Regions from separate parts of the Anas platyrhynchos genome. Here region 1 is linked to region 2. The links are chromatin contacts, called in public Hi-C maps. All regions are on one chromosome and are shown on one strand. The core of a region is the stretch at or near the end of the contact, and the rest is flanking DNA. Distances in the headings are between cores, read along the strand shown.

Evidence for each region. Hi-C and Micro-C count contacts between places; a contact is called where the count stands out from the background.
Region 1: a contact with region 2 is called in a Hi-C map of liver, with 3 times the contacts expected there. The contact joins the promoter of PAICS here to the enhancer-like site in region 2. A contact is called at or near these places in 2 of 8 Hi-C or Micro-C datasets (liver and skeletal muscle).

What each region holds. Positions count from the first base shown.
Region 1 is chr4:51,079,344-51,086,873 of IASCAAS_PekinDuck_T2T, reverse strand. It overlaps PAICS (phosphoribosylaminoimidazole carboxylase and phosphoribosylaminoimidazolesuccinocarboxamide synthase), which reads left to right and starts at 3,074. Exons shown (of 18, transcript XM_072037598.1): 1 at 3,074-3,681. The coding sequence starts at 3,294. PPAT (phosphoribosyl pyrophosphate amidotransferase) reads right to left here. Exons shown (of 11, transcript XM_038178494.2): 2 at 1,549-1,615.
Region 2 is chr4:50,898,989-50,905,584 of IASCAAS_PekinDuck_T2T, reverse strand. No RefSeq gene overlaps it. Among named protein-coding and RNA genes, the nearest start is that of TRMT9B, 120 kb to the left of the region's middle. Within about 2 kb of position 3,469, at least 3 of the 8 cell types and tissues checked have an H3K27ac peak or open chromatin away from gene starts, as enhancers often do.

The DNA of each region.
Region 1 (7,530 bases), core at 1,825-4,324, 180 kb before region 2:
GACACAGTAGCATCTTCACTGTTTTTGTTTGTTTGTTTGTTTGTTTGTTTGTTTTTATGATCTAGTTTATAAGTCAGACTTGTAAACTTATTTCCACTGGTGTAACAGATCCAAATGCTTGTTACATTGGCATTGTTTCTAGGATTACACGTCATATCTATTGTACTCCACAGGCTCTTTATTACACTGTGGTTATTATGGTTTTTAAAAGTGATGTAGCTGGGAAAGGTATTTCAAGGATATAAGAAACCATCACACGCTTTGCAACTCTTAAAATATCAAAGCTGATACAATGACAGTCAATTAAATTCTTAGATGACAGCCAAGTATGTCAGCTCACTAACATGGAAACTCTACTGCTTATTGTATTGGCTGCTACAAGTTCATTCTGAGAAATATCTTTTACTACAGGATTTATCTTTTAAAGCTCACTTTAAAAGGAAGTTGCAATTTCTGTTAACCTTAAGGAAAGCTGAAACCCAAGCAGGAGCGGGAATGAAAAACAGACAACACGGTGCAGTAGTTCAGAAAACTGGCATTTAAAAGTGTGTAGGGGGGAGGATCAGGCTGCAAGTAATGGATAGGAGGGGGGGAAATTCCAGAAGAGGCGACAAACATGACGCTCAAGAGACAAGACTGTGCACGAGGCATTCAGCAGTCACACATTTATACACATGCTGCTGCAACAAAATGGTTCTTACTCTTACACTGATTTGAACAGCTTAATTAATCTCCCTCAGAGACCCCTGAACATGAAAACAAATTGCTTTCGGACTGTGGTTAGAGAGTGCACTGGCATCAAGAACTGCCCTGTGGTTTTGTCTGCTGAAATAGTTTTATTTCCTATATGCTGCTCTTCCAGTGTTTAATAGGCTGATGATAATTTTTTCCTGATCACTATTCAAAACAGAATGAGCAAAACCAGTCTCAGAAAATGCAGGGATTCTCCAGGCATAATACTTCAGAGGCTGTGGCCATTTTATGTTTTTGTTTGTTTGTTTGTTTGTTTGTTTGTTTTACATCCCTGGGGATTCTCTCAGCTTGAGAAAGACTGGGTGACCTTCTCAGGTCTCCATTCAATCATTTATTTTGTTCATTTTCACCTATGGGTACAGTAGCTTCCACTTCCTTGATTCTCACTAAGCTAAGAATGTCATCCACTTGCTTGTGCAGAACCTGTAACTATTTTCCTTTTCTCTTTCTCAAGCTGTGATGAACTCTTCCAAATCTCTGGAGTTAACACTTTAGCTGCAGGTTGACTTTGGTAACTACTTTTATAGGAAAACAATAGCCTGATCTGGACCTGTGTGTCTGCTGCTGTGTGCATGTATACAAGCAGCAGGGATAATATTGGCATGTCTGTTTTAAACGCGTACTTAAGTCAGAAATTGCACAAATAACAGAATTAGATATTAGCACTCTGACAAAGCAAAAACAAAAAAACAAAAAATCAAAACATGATGCTTCCCCTCTTTTTAGCTATTCAGTTTCCTCACTGAAACAAACTGTGCATCTCAGTTGGGCATCTACAAAGCATTTACATTTTACCTTGTGCACTTTGAATGCCTGGGATGACTCTCCATCACTTGTCACAATTCCAGCACTCTCCTGGCCCCTGTGGACAAAATACAATTAAACATGAAATGCTTTGAATGAAACGCTGTACCATACTATAGATTGGTGGGTTTTCCCATTCTTCACAAGATGAAATTTTAATGTATGTTTATTTATTGTTTCATTTCACATGCCTGTAATCAAAACTGGTTTCTTGCCCGTGATACGCTTTATTTGCAAACAGTCACATAAGGTTTGTGCCTAAGCCCACTGAATTCAGTGGGAATCTTTCCATTAATAAGCACTGGCTCAGCCTCTTACTGCAGTCCGATTTCAGTGTGGGCATAAAATAACAGCAGATGCTTAATCTGCAAAGCCACTTTGCAGTGCTGGTACTCCGGGCTCCAGCAGTAGGCTCTCCAGCGTTACTGCATTTCTGTCGGGGTTTGGGGCGCTTTGTCTTAAAACTGCTGCTTTTGCTTAAGGGAATGCATTGTCTCTGTCACTGATCACCTGTGTGAAAGCTTTTGAACTCTCGCACTGAAGCAATCAAGCAGGCATTTGCACAGCTAGCTGTGGGAGGATCGCCATGGGGGTCGACGAGCCCCGTGGCTGGCGATAACATCGGGCTGGTGACGATGAGGCCCTGAGGAATGCGAAGAAGTTAGGAAGAACAAAGCAGGGTGATTCAGGAGACGCCTTGCTGTCTCCAACTGCTTGTTCTCCAACCCTGAAGACATGGGAGTTGCTAAATGTTTGCTGTTGCTGGGCAAAGTTGTTAACCGATGAATAGCTGCTGGGAAAGCTCCGCTTGTAGGGCTGCTGTATAAGAAGGGAGCCTGTCCTCAATAAAGGAGGTTGAAGTTATTGATCCCTACACATACCCTGGTTGTTTCGCCACAACGAGGACATTCCTAAACACGTTTATTTTAACTCAGGAAGATTGCCCCGTCTATAAACACAAAGACTGGCGTTAAAACTAACTGATTTGCTGCATCCAGAGACTTTCAATTCAGTATTGCAGACGATTCCCATTTCAGTATCGATGCTGTCCCTTTAAACACCTCCACAAGGAAGCGGTGAGAGAAGCAGGCATCCTGAGTGAAGGGCCTTTGCAAGGAGGCAGCTTACATCTTCCTTGTAGCGCTAATGGCAAAAAGTAAGCACAAGCAGAAGGGAAGCGCAAAAAGCTTATGCAATTTCGCCACTTTGGCGAATCCTCCACAGGCGAGCGTTTTATTAAATCATCGCTCAGTAATTAATGAGCATTAACAACGCGCGTGGGCGGCCCCCGGCTTTAAAACACCCCCCGGCAGGAAGGCTCGAGTCATGCCCACGCTGCTGCCACCCACCCGCACTGCAGCCTCACGAGGAGCCGCGGCGGTGCCCACGCAGGACACCCACACAAGCCCATCCCCAGCCCATTTTTCCACACAGGTGCTGCTCCTCCTCAGAGGACGCCAGAAACACCCGTGTTTTTCGCCACGGTGGCGATGCCGCCACGGTTTCTCGCGTGAGGCCGGGGAGACCCGCGGGCTCCCGAGGCGAAATGGCCGCCCAGGGCTCGGGTGGGCTCCGCGGGGCTCCGGCCGCCCGCAGGCCTTGGGGCCGCCCGTGCTCGGGGCCCGCAGCGGCTCGGGGCGGCGCGGCGGAGCGCGGCGCTGACAACCAGGCGCCTGGTTGCCTAGGGAACCAGATCTTGGCTAGAAATAGTGAATCATTTCCAGGTCACTTTCAACATGGAGTGTGGAGTGGGGAAGCACTGGACTGAGGAGGAGGTTAAAGCCTTGCTAAGCGTCTGGTCCGAGAAAAGCATCAGGAAGCAGCTCCGCGGGACGCTGAGGAATAAAGGGATTTTCATCTACATTGCCAAAAGGCTGCAGGAGTTGGGAGTTTGCAGGGATTGGAAGCAGTGCCGGGCAAAGTACAAAAACCTCAAGTATGAATACAGAACGGTTAAATACGCCCACAACTCCGGGGATGCCACTAAAACCATGAAGTTTTTCCACGACCTGGATGCCATATTGCGATATGAACCTGTCCTGCAGTTAGGCGCCGAAGAGAACGGCAGGTGCTCCGCGACCGAGGCGCGGCTGAACGCCAGCCCCACCACAGACAGCACCCAAGGTAAAAAAAACAAAACTCTTGCTATTTCCTCTCGTTGCTTCAAACCAAACAAACGCACGAACCAGCCAGGGCAAACAGAGCCAAAGCCCAAGTTTGCGGCTGAGGCTGCCCAGCCCCGGCAGCGCTGCGAGCAGCGACTGACTGGATGCGCTCCTGGCGCAGGGCAGAAAAATGTTAGCACCCACCAGTGTCGAAGCCTGTAAATACAGCCTAATTCTCATCAAATCATCCTAACATTAAAGCCTCGGCAAGAACTCGCTGCTCCTGCACCGAGTTCAAACCCTAAATTAAGGAAAACTGGCTGGTTTGGGTTTTCTTTTTCCCTTTGACATTTATTCACAGTACTTTGGAGTCGGGTTTAGTGGAGCTTCAGCTCAGACATAAACTTAAAGAGAAATGAAAGCTAATGTGGAAAATGTCATGAACTGTTTTCTGTGGTAGAACTCAAAATTTCCGATTTTTACCCCTACTTAAATCTGAAATTTCATTTACAGAGAGGACAACTAAAGGTAAATTAAATTATTTTGTAAGCAATTAACTTATTTTTTTAAGAAACACAGGACGTTTTAATAACTTCTCATGAAAAACTGCAATATAGTAAGGAAAGTAAAAATGCTCGTGTTTATGAGAATATTCAGAGGCAAAACAAGTAAATCCCACTGCTTTTATTCTGAAGGGTTTCTTACCGAATTAGTTGCATCCCTTGTTTTATTCAGCCCTCTCTCATATGCATTTAAGCTGTGCTTAACATTTCAATAGGGTCAATCTGCTATTTGACAGCACTCAAATCTCCTCATGGCATTCTAAATGTCACCAAAGCACAAGACCCAATAATAGTTCCGAGTATCAAAATAATATGGCTAAAAAGAGAAATACAAAGCTTAGCTCCCTTTGTGCCCACAGTATGTACCTGTTTATGTTATCTAAGACTGTGAATCTTTTCTTAAGAAAAACAACACAGAATTAGTATCAGAGGAGACTGCTAAAGGTGCTGGACATTGAGCTTGCCCTTGTACTCTTCCAAGGCTCACTCTATTATGTTGTGGTACAGGTCTAAGAAAAATGAATCAACATTTCTCTTGCCATTCTTTACCTTAGATAAAAGCTTGACCTTAATTTGTCATCGTTAGCAGAAAGCCTCTAATCTTTCACAAGTCACTTAAAATGAAGCAGCAATTTCATACGATTTTAACATGTATTCTCTGCACTATATATTGCTCCTAAATTCCATTTTTATTTTTAAACATGCAGAACTGAGAGCCAAATCTTTGGCTAATACAAATTGTTAGCTCCTGAGGACTATGTGAAGTTAAGATAGTGAGTGTCCTTCTGCTCAGGATCTGGACTTAGATTATCCTCTCTATTTTGATACAGTTTGCACCAATTGTTAATCCTAATTCTCACCTGCTTTAGGCCTCTAGGAAGTTTAAACCAGAAAAGGTTAATAGGAGTTGTGAATCCCAAACTGGAATAAAATAAAACACAAACAAACATCTTTGCCCCCTGGGTGAGACACAGCTCATTTTGAAGCACAATCTGGTTTTAAAGGCGATACGTTTAAATACCCTCTTAAGTGTCCAAGCATTTCTGTTACTTACTTTAGGGAAAACCAATTATTTTATGGATAAACACAAATTAAATGCAACTAACTGTAATAACACTAAGAATTTAAATGCAAAGCTTCCCATAACTGTAATTCAGCCAAATGGCAACATCCTAAGGTATAAAGCATCCTGCAGCTGTGTGGTGTAGTAACCACATGAACACCAGAGTATGTTCAAGGATCAATTACCTCTGTCCACAGATTTAAAAAATTAAGCACACAGCATGCTTTAGCTATCCATTCCTGAAGGGTCATACCCTGTACGTACAATTGCATGAAAGGACAGAGAGCATACCCCTGAGAACATCAACTTCATTTAAGGACACAAAGTCAAGCAAGTGATGCTGTTTGGGGGGCCCAGTTATTTCCCATTACAGTCAGAGTTGTGGTGTTTGAAAGGAGGGGCTGCCAAGCTCAGTATGTTGAAGGGCAGTTGTGAGGCAGAAGTGGCATTTGTGGCTCTGTGATGGTCAGAAGCCTTTTCGTGGGGGCAAATCTGAGGGCAGCACTCGCACAGGTCGAAATGGGACTTGGCACAGCCCATGTGCTTACCCAGCAATGAGCCTCACAGCTCTTCTGCTGCCTTGGGGAGGAATGGGAGGGACTGCAGGTGCCCTCTGTAAGGCAAAAAATACCAAAGTACATCGGTGTCCTTGCAGATGTCCTCCTGAGTTTCTCCTGTTTAAGCACAGGAGAGGAGGGAGGTATGTTCCCTCCCCTCTTTCAAAAGGGGCTGAGAAGCCTTATTTTGGCAGTGCTGGAGGAACCAAGGATGCTTACTTAGGCTTCTGCCTTGGATAGGAAGTGCAGGAAGAACAAAAGGCTATCAGTAAATTAAAACCTGTGCCAAATAACAATGTTCGGTATGCATTTCTTATTTTATTTGGAGAACAGAGTAGCTGTACTAATTCATTCTTTAAAACGCATGGCGCAGGACAGTGCATGCTCCCAAAGAAAATACTTTAAAAATAACCATTGTACTTAGCCTCAGTCTAAATTCTCATACTCATCCTTCATGTAAAGCTAGAAATCAAGTTTTGGTGTTTGATTTCTTTGATTCTCTCAGACTGGGAGACTGCTGGGGGAAGAGGAGGAAGGAGAAGGAGGAAAAAAAGAGACTACTTTTATGGGACTGAGTGGTATTTCTATAGCATTTCCCTGAGGTGTTTTTGATATCTTGTAAAAGCAGTTTTCTGTTGGAAGTGTAATTGAAGAAAGTAATAATTAAAATCACAATAAAATTTAAGAGAAAGGTGTCTGAGGCCAAACTCACGAGCAAAACACCCCAAATCCCAGCTCATTCATGGAAAGATGACGCTTTCCACAAAGCACATACAGCAGTGCAGGCCAGTGATGTTCATGTTGTGTTCCCAAAATACACTGTTTCAGGGCAAAGACATTGCTGTAGCTTAAGAAACCATTAGAAAGACCTTTTCATTTTGTTAACCAGTTTGGATTGTTTCAAGTTAGAACAAGTATTAACAAATGGAGCACTCGATTTACAAAAGCAAAGCTCACCTAGTAATTTCGGTGATTTACGATCTCTTGTATTTCTTGCTTTATGTTGAAATATTAACATAGTTAATATTGCCCTTCGCTTTACAACAGCATCTATAGAAAAATTATCAGGTCAGAACAGAAGTGCACCAGCAGTGAAATTATTATTCTAGGTTCTAAACTTACGGAGCTACTAGAAATGCAAAAAGATCCTTTGTAAATGATGACTTGAAAATGGAAGTCATACGCAGTTTTCCGTGTCTGGTTTTCAACATTAAACACGTCATTTACAAATATTTTATATATATGGGTTTTTTGATTAGGATATGCAATACATGCATATGAATGTTTTTGCTTAACAAATACTTTTTTCTTCCGTCAAGTATTATTTCTTTCAAATATAACACTTTGTGTTAACTGTTCTTATTTACTTATGACATTAAATGGTTTCTTTTCACACAGCAGAGTGTAAAGAAAGCTTTCTCATCCCCATGCCCACAGATGCCCCACTCAGCAGCATCACAACAAAGAATTTCTCTCCCCTCTCTGTAGTTTGCTGGGCAGCTCTCAGGCTGCCAGAGCTGAGCCCTGGCACTAGCGATGGAGGCAGGAGCACACCTTGCCCTCTGCCCACCCATCACAGGGGGTAGCAGCTTCTGCCATGAAACAAGGCGGCCAGCTGGGAGCAGCTTGAGATCAGGCCAAGGTGAATATGACTCATTTTGCTGAGTCTACCTGAAAGTCAGAAG
Region 2 (6,596 bases), core at 2,220-4,719:
GATCATGTCCTAACAGAAGCAGAAATGTGGGAGAAGGAAAGAAAATATGGATATTATGAGTGGTGCTCCTGTCTTTGAAAAGATTCTTGGATCTAAGTTCTTCACCCCGTGTGTCGTGGTTGACCGGGAGCAATACTCTGCTTTGAGGACGGGTGTGTGGATGGGACCCCGACCGTGGGAGCTGTGAGATGGTATAAGGTTGCCCTCTTCTGTTGTGACAAGGTACGTTGACTCCTGCAGAATATAAACTGCTTTCTGCTCTTTGTACAGCATCTAAAATTAATTTCCCTGGAATATCGGAGCCTATGACTCCAGGCATTTTGAAGTCTTCATGAATAAAAGAGATAAAGAAGGGGGACATAAACAAGCAGATGATCTGGCTAAAAATATCTCTGCCATATCAGTGTGCTAACAGAGACATCTCTGTGTGCACAGTCAGACTGAAAACTGGTGTTTCCTCTTCCACAAGATAAAAATAAGAGTCATCCAGGGGAGCCTTTTGGGTGTTCTTTTCTGTGTCTCTTTCTGTGTCTTTATATAAGAGACTGTGTGCTACATGTCAGAATTACTGAGAACAAACTGACCCATCACTACTCGCGTTTCCTTATCATAGACTGACAGTTAATTATGAACAATCTGGAGGGCAAAGTAGTGTTTCCCCTCTACTCAAAATCGGGGAAAACAGATAGTGTTTGTTGTTTTTTTTTTTTTTAATTTTTTTTTGGGCCTATGTATGGAAATGTCTGTATGCAACCTTGTATGTCCTCAGATTCACCTTTGCCTTTCAGTTCAGACAGTTTACAGGAAGCATGAAGTGATTTAGTGGTGTGCAGAGAAGCCTTCCAAATATGAGCTGAATTTATAATTGACGTGTCTATGAAATATTAAACAAACCATTAGTGTCTCTGAGCAGGTTACTCACATGAGCACTTCAGTCTGTGCCGGATCATGTCTCTGTGGTAACATATTAGGCTCTGGCTTATTGAGAGTAAAGAAGCATAAATGAGAGCTCACTGGAGACAGACCATCAAAAAACACATTTAAGTGGATAAATACCAAAAAGAGATTTAATACAGTGGTTATATAAACAGCTTTAGCATTCCTACAATGCAGTTTGAAATAAAGAAAAAGTCATGTGCAGCAATAGCCACTTGATGATAATAAATGTGAAGATTTCAGAGATGATTACAGACCGCTGTCGGATGGAGTAGTTGTATGGGGAGGCTGTGTCTCTGTGCACTTGGGTCGTTCACTATGTAGAACAGGCTACAGGATGCCTACATGAAATCATGGGATGGAAGGAGGGCCAAGCAAGGGGGAGAGGCACACACCTTCCCAAACGCTATGCAGATGGCTGACAGGGGACATTTCAGGAGCTCTGGGACAGACTCGAAGAGTCTGCTGGTGTCCCTGCCCAGCAGCCCCGGTGTGCTTGAGCTGGGCTGTCCACCAGTCCAGGATACTTCAGACTTCTTTCCAACCTGAGTGGAAAAACAAAGAAACAAACAAGAAAACAATGGCATCTGCTAGCCTCGGCCCACCAGGCACAGCTAGAGAGATGTTGCTCTTGGTGAATGGCTCAGCTGTGAAACACTCATGGTCCCCTTCTCATTTCCTGAGGAATGAATGATGATGATCAGCTATTGGCATGGTCCATAACTGAAACACATCCTTGCCAAGGGATATTCGATAGTCTGTGCTTCTCTGAGATGTCAGCTCACCAAAGAGCACATTGGTTAGCTTGCATTCACAGTATGAAAATCATTGCTGTAGCCTCTCATCTCTACAGACCTGTTTTTTGTTGTTGTTGTTTGTTTGTTTTCCCTAAATACAAGTGGTAGAGAAAGGTAACATTGAGTGAAATACCAGCACACAGTCTGGAGTAAGTGGCAGCTGGTTTGCTCCCATCAGTTTGCATATACCAAAACCAGCCTTCCCTGCACTGGCTGGGTGTGCACGGAGAGTGTATGCTGTAACATTTTTCTGCTGAAGCCAAGGTCATTGCTAACAACATCAGAGCAGTCTCCTGCGTTTGTGTGCCAGCTTCCCTTCAGAACAAGTGCAAAGGTCTGAATGAGTAAGTCGGAAGGATTCAGAAATGGAAGAGAGAGAGAAGATGGCAAAGCAACAGCGAGGAATATTCCTAACAGTGCTGGAGAATGTCACAATTAAGAAAAAAAAAAAAAAACAAAAAAGAAATAGAACTAGTTTTTGAAAAGTATTGAGAGGAATAAAAGTATGAATATGAAATATCAGGCAGTGTTTTTCTTGTATGAACCGGCCAAGAGTCTGTACAAGGAACCACAGGAAGTTTCTCAAGATTTTATTTTTTATTTTTTAATTGAGAACTAGAAGCTCAACAAATAAATGTCGTTTCACTAAAGTCTAGACTAAAGACACTACACCGCCTGAGGGGATTAAGTGGATAATCAAAAACATTTAGTGGTTTCTGCTGTTCCCAGAGACCAAAACTAGGGACAGAGGAAAATCAGAGGTCGTAACTGAGCCAAACTGAAAAAAATCCCAAAACCCTGCAGAAAAAGATGACTTTCCCATATCCAGTTAGAGGCCAACTTGAAAGTAGCTAAGTATTATGAAAGACAGAATGCAAACACAGGATCTACAGCTGTGATCTGAAGTCCTTTCTTCTCCTTGTAGGAACATAAATACTCAGAAGAGTTTAATGCTCTTTTAAGCAACTATTAATTTTTTTAATATGTGACTCAATACAGCTCTTTGAATTTATTAAAATTGTACTTGGCAAACTGGAATGAGAATATGAAGACTGATTTTATAATGTAACATGTCTACTTAATTATTTTGAAAGGTAAAATTAGAAGTAAGATCTACATCACTGTGGCTGGAGAGCAGAAGCTTTTATGGGGAAATTAGTCTGGGATTTTTGGTAGGAAAATTACCTTTTGGGTAGCACTGCCTTTAGCAGGCTTGGCTTGTAAATCAGGTCTCAGGCCCTAGTTATATATTAAGATCTGGCTATTCAGATCAATCATTGTGTTTTTGTCTGTCGGTTTCCTCTAGATCATTGCATCAAAGATAATATTCAAACCTTTGGGACTTGGGGGTGAATGACACTGTTGGTAGTACCAGGTTGTACTTTCCATTAGTCACTGTAAGACCGAGTCTTCTCCAGAAATGACATGTAAGATTACCTCTAAATGCACATGTCCTACTTGGCTGAGACAGAGGGACCAGCTCACAGGAACATGGACTTTCTGGGTCAGGATCTGGCAGTTTAGATGACTTCAGAAATTGTGGGCAGAGGCGCTAGAAGAATGGACGTGCTGTTCTAGGGAAGCTTGAACCAAAGCCTCTCAGTGCCACGGAATTATATTTCGAGATTTTGTCCGCAAGAGAATCCCCACTGTTTAATTCTCCTCCAGCTGGACCTTGTAAAGAGGTTTCTCAGCAAGGCCTGCAAAGCACAGCATTGCACCAATCAAATCTATTAGTCACAAGCACATATGGGTGATGCTACCTACATCAGGCTGTGGGAACGCTGCAGTCAGCTAAGCTATGTTTGGCATTTGTTTTGTGTTGCAAAATCCCTTCACAGATGCTGAGCATTAGGCGACCACTGAGACAAGAGTCTGAAGCATGTACAAATCCGAACGACAAGGCAGAATCAGCTTCACATTCTTATCATTAGTTGGGGTAAATGATACCATAAGATGAACTTCTCTAAGTCCGTTAAAAATAGAAATTTAGAGAAAAAATATCTTCAGTTTCTTAAATGTTTATGCATAAAACATTAACAAGGGAATCAATAATTCTGTTTTAGTAGAAGCAACAACTCCAGAAGGCTGACAGTTTTGAGAATAAATTTATGTTTATTGGTTGGCACTTCAGGGGCTCTCAGAGCTATGTGTTACTGGTGTGTGTGTGTGCTCAGTACAAGGATGGGTTGTGCTGTGGTCTCATACCAGGCTCATTCATTAACCAAAGTGTCTGTGTTTTAAATGAATTGTTGTTGATTGTCCTGCCTGTGATTATATTGAATATCTGTATACGCTCATAAAATAAAGGTAAAATGCAGGTGGTAATGTTATTGTTTTCTACAATAATAGTAATATAAACTGAGTCAATTTAAATACTGCCTAAAATGTTCCACTCAGCAGAATAAGAGAAAATAAAGCTTGTTTTCCACTAGGTGTCAGTCAATCTATTTCTTTGGGTAAGTAAGGTCTGTGCAGACGAAAACTGAGAGCAAAATGCAGATGTAGAAGTGCTCCAAAAATAGTTATTTTTGTGAGCCACCAACCAAAAGTATTTTGAAAGACTGCGACTGAAGAGATTATTTTTTATTTTACTTGTGCCTCTGTGTTTTCTTATTTGTTTTACATTTTCCATTTAGCAGCAGTCAAGAGAAACCCCACAAACTCCAAGCCTCGCACAGCCCATCCATGAGCAAGCAGTTCTGGGAAACCAGAAAGCGGGGAGGAAGAGCAGAGGCAGGCTGGTGTGGTCTGCAGAACCTCCATTTTGTAATTTAGTGTCAGTCCTGAGCCAGCAGCAGCAGGATCTGACCTCTTCATGGGGAGGATGCCTCAGCTACTGCTTGTTGCAATGGAAAGCAAACTCCAGCAATTTTCAAGGGACCTCAAAGCATCAAGCCTTTGAACTGCCACTGCATTAAAGGGAAGAGAGCACCCTTCGAGACAGCGCAAGGCATGGAAATGTTCTTGGGAGAGGTCTGAGAGTCTAGGAAGGGTGCAGCAGCATAAACCAGAAAGTGATTTCCAAAGGGAGGAGACACTAATTTTTTTTTTCTTTTTCTTCTTTTTTTTTTTTTTTTTTTCTACTGCCTTTCCCTCTGTCCCCCAGTTATTTAGTTACTTACCTAAGCTGAGTAGCTCTTGCCTACCCCTCCCTCAAGCCTTATGCTTTTGTTCTTTAGTCTGATGTGTTTCAAACCAAACCCTTACAGATTTTTTCAGTCAAAAAGTTCTTAGAGATTATTTATAGAGAGGTATTTCTTTGTGGTACTGCGGGGCTGGAGGAAGTGGCTGATGCTCTCAGGATGAGCCAGGAGCACCCACAGGGGACTCCATGCCTACGCTGCCGTGTGTGGCTTTGCCTTTAATAAACCTACAGGAACCCAAACTCAACAAAACTAGCTGATTGTGTTAAAGTTGTAAGTAAGTGATTAAAATAGTAAGTCTACTTAAGAGTGATGTCTTTGGTGCTGGAATCTGTGCTGCTCTGAGGCTGTGCTCTCCTCCTGCTGTTCACAAACATCCCCGATTTCTTCGCAGCTGACAAAAATCTTGGCTCTTATATATGGGAATAAAACTTGGGATCTATGGCAGTCACTGTTGTTTCACTGTTCAAATTTTCACCTCTGTGAAATCATTCCAGAAAGATATTTTTATTTATGAAGTTTTATTTATCTGCTATTTCTATGACACGTACCTCAGAGACTAGAGAACCCTCCTTTGTTTTCCTGTGTGTATCCAGCTCGTTCCCAAGAAACGGAGCAGCAACATACTTGTTTGAGAAGGAGGCATGAGGGAAGTGTTGGCTCCCACCGTTCAGCCCCGGTTCAGCAGATGGGAGCTGCACATTTCCATTTGCCTCTGTGGAGCTGTGTAAATAAAACTGTTTCCTATAGAGGTCTTCAGGGCAACCACTTTCTCCTGTGGAGATGCTGAGATGGGAATGCTTGCTGGCTCTTCTCTTTCGACAGCTTTCTAGTAGCTTCCAGTGAGCTCTGAAATGCCAAGTGGCTGAAAACCCATCCCATGCCTCTTCCTGTAGGGAATATTGGCCACAGGACAGAATTACCAATCCTTAATTACTGCGTCTGTACAGACAATGATCTGCCTGGAGCCATACTCAGATAGAAAAGGGCTCTGAAACAAATCTATAGAGTGAGTTATATATTTATGTGAAGCCCTGGTGATGGTGAGGGCATGCCAGCACAAGTTATTAATGACACTGCATTTTTATCATGTGAATATGCCTGTATCGTTAGTGATCATCAGGGTTTCTGGACATAGCCTCACAGCTACACAAACAAGAAGTTATTTCAGCCAGCCGGTTGCATTTGACACAGAATTTCATACTTGCAATTCTGTGGTGAAAGGAGCTCGCTATACTTGAGGGGAAAGAGAAAGAAGCAGCTTTTCTCTGATTTTTTGGAACAACTGCACTGATTTGGTGTCTGTAATCCCCCGAGGAAGCCATGTCTCAGCTATAAATACCCTCTGAGCTAGCTCAGTGGTTTTATCTGGACTGGGATTAATTTATAGGTGTTGCATGTGACTCTCTCAAGGGGGTATATTTCTTACCCTCTGTGGAGCAGTAATGAGGAAAAATGACCAAGGAAGAGTTTGGGATATCTTTAATGAACAGCTTCATCCGTCGTTACTCTGTCCTCCTCAGAGAGCCTGCAGCTGTCCCAGAGCTGACAGCCAGGGGACAGCTAGCCCCTGGGGGCAAAGTGTCACCTGGGAGCTGCGGGGAAGGTAGGAGATGATGTAGCAGTATGCTCCTTTGTCACTGAATGCGTCTGGTTTTATATAATAAATCTTCTCAGCCAAATCCAGATAAAGCTGCCCCTGATTATCTGCATCCCC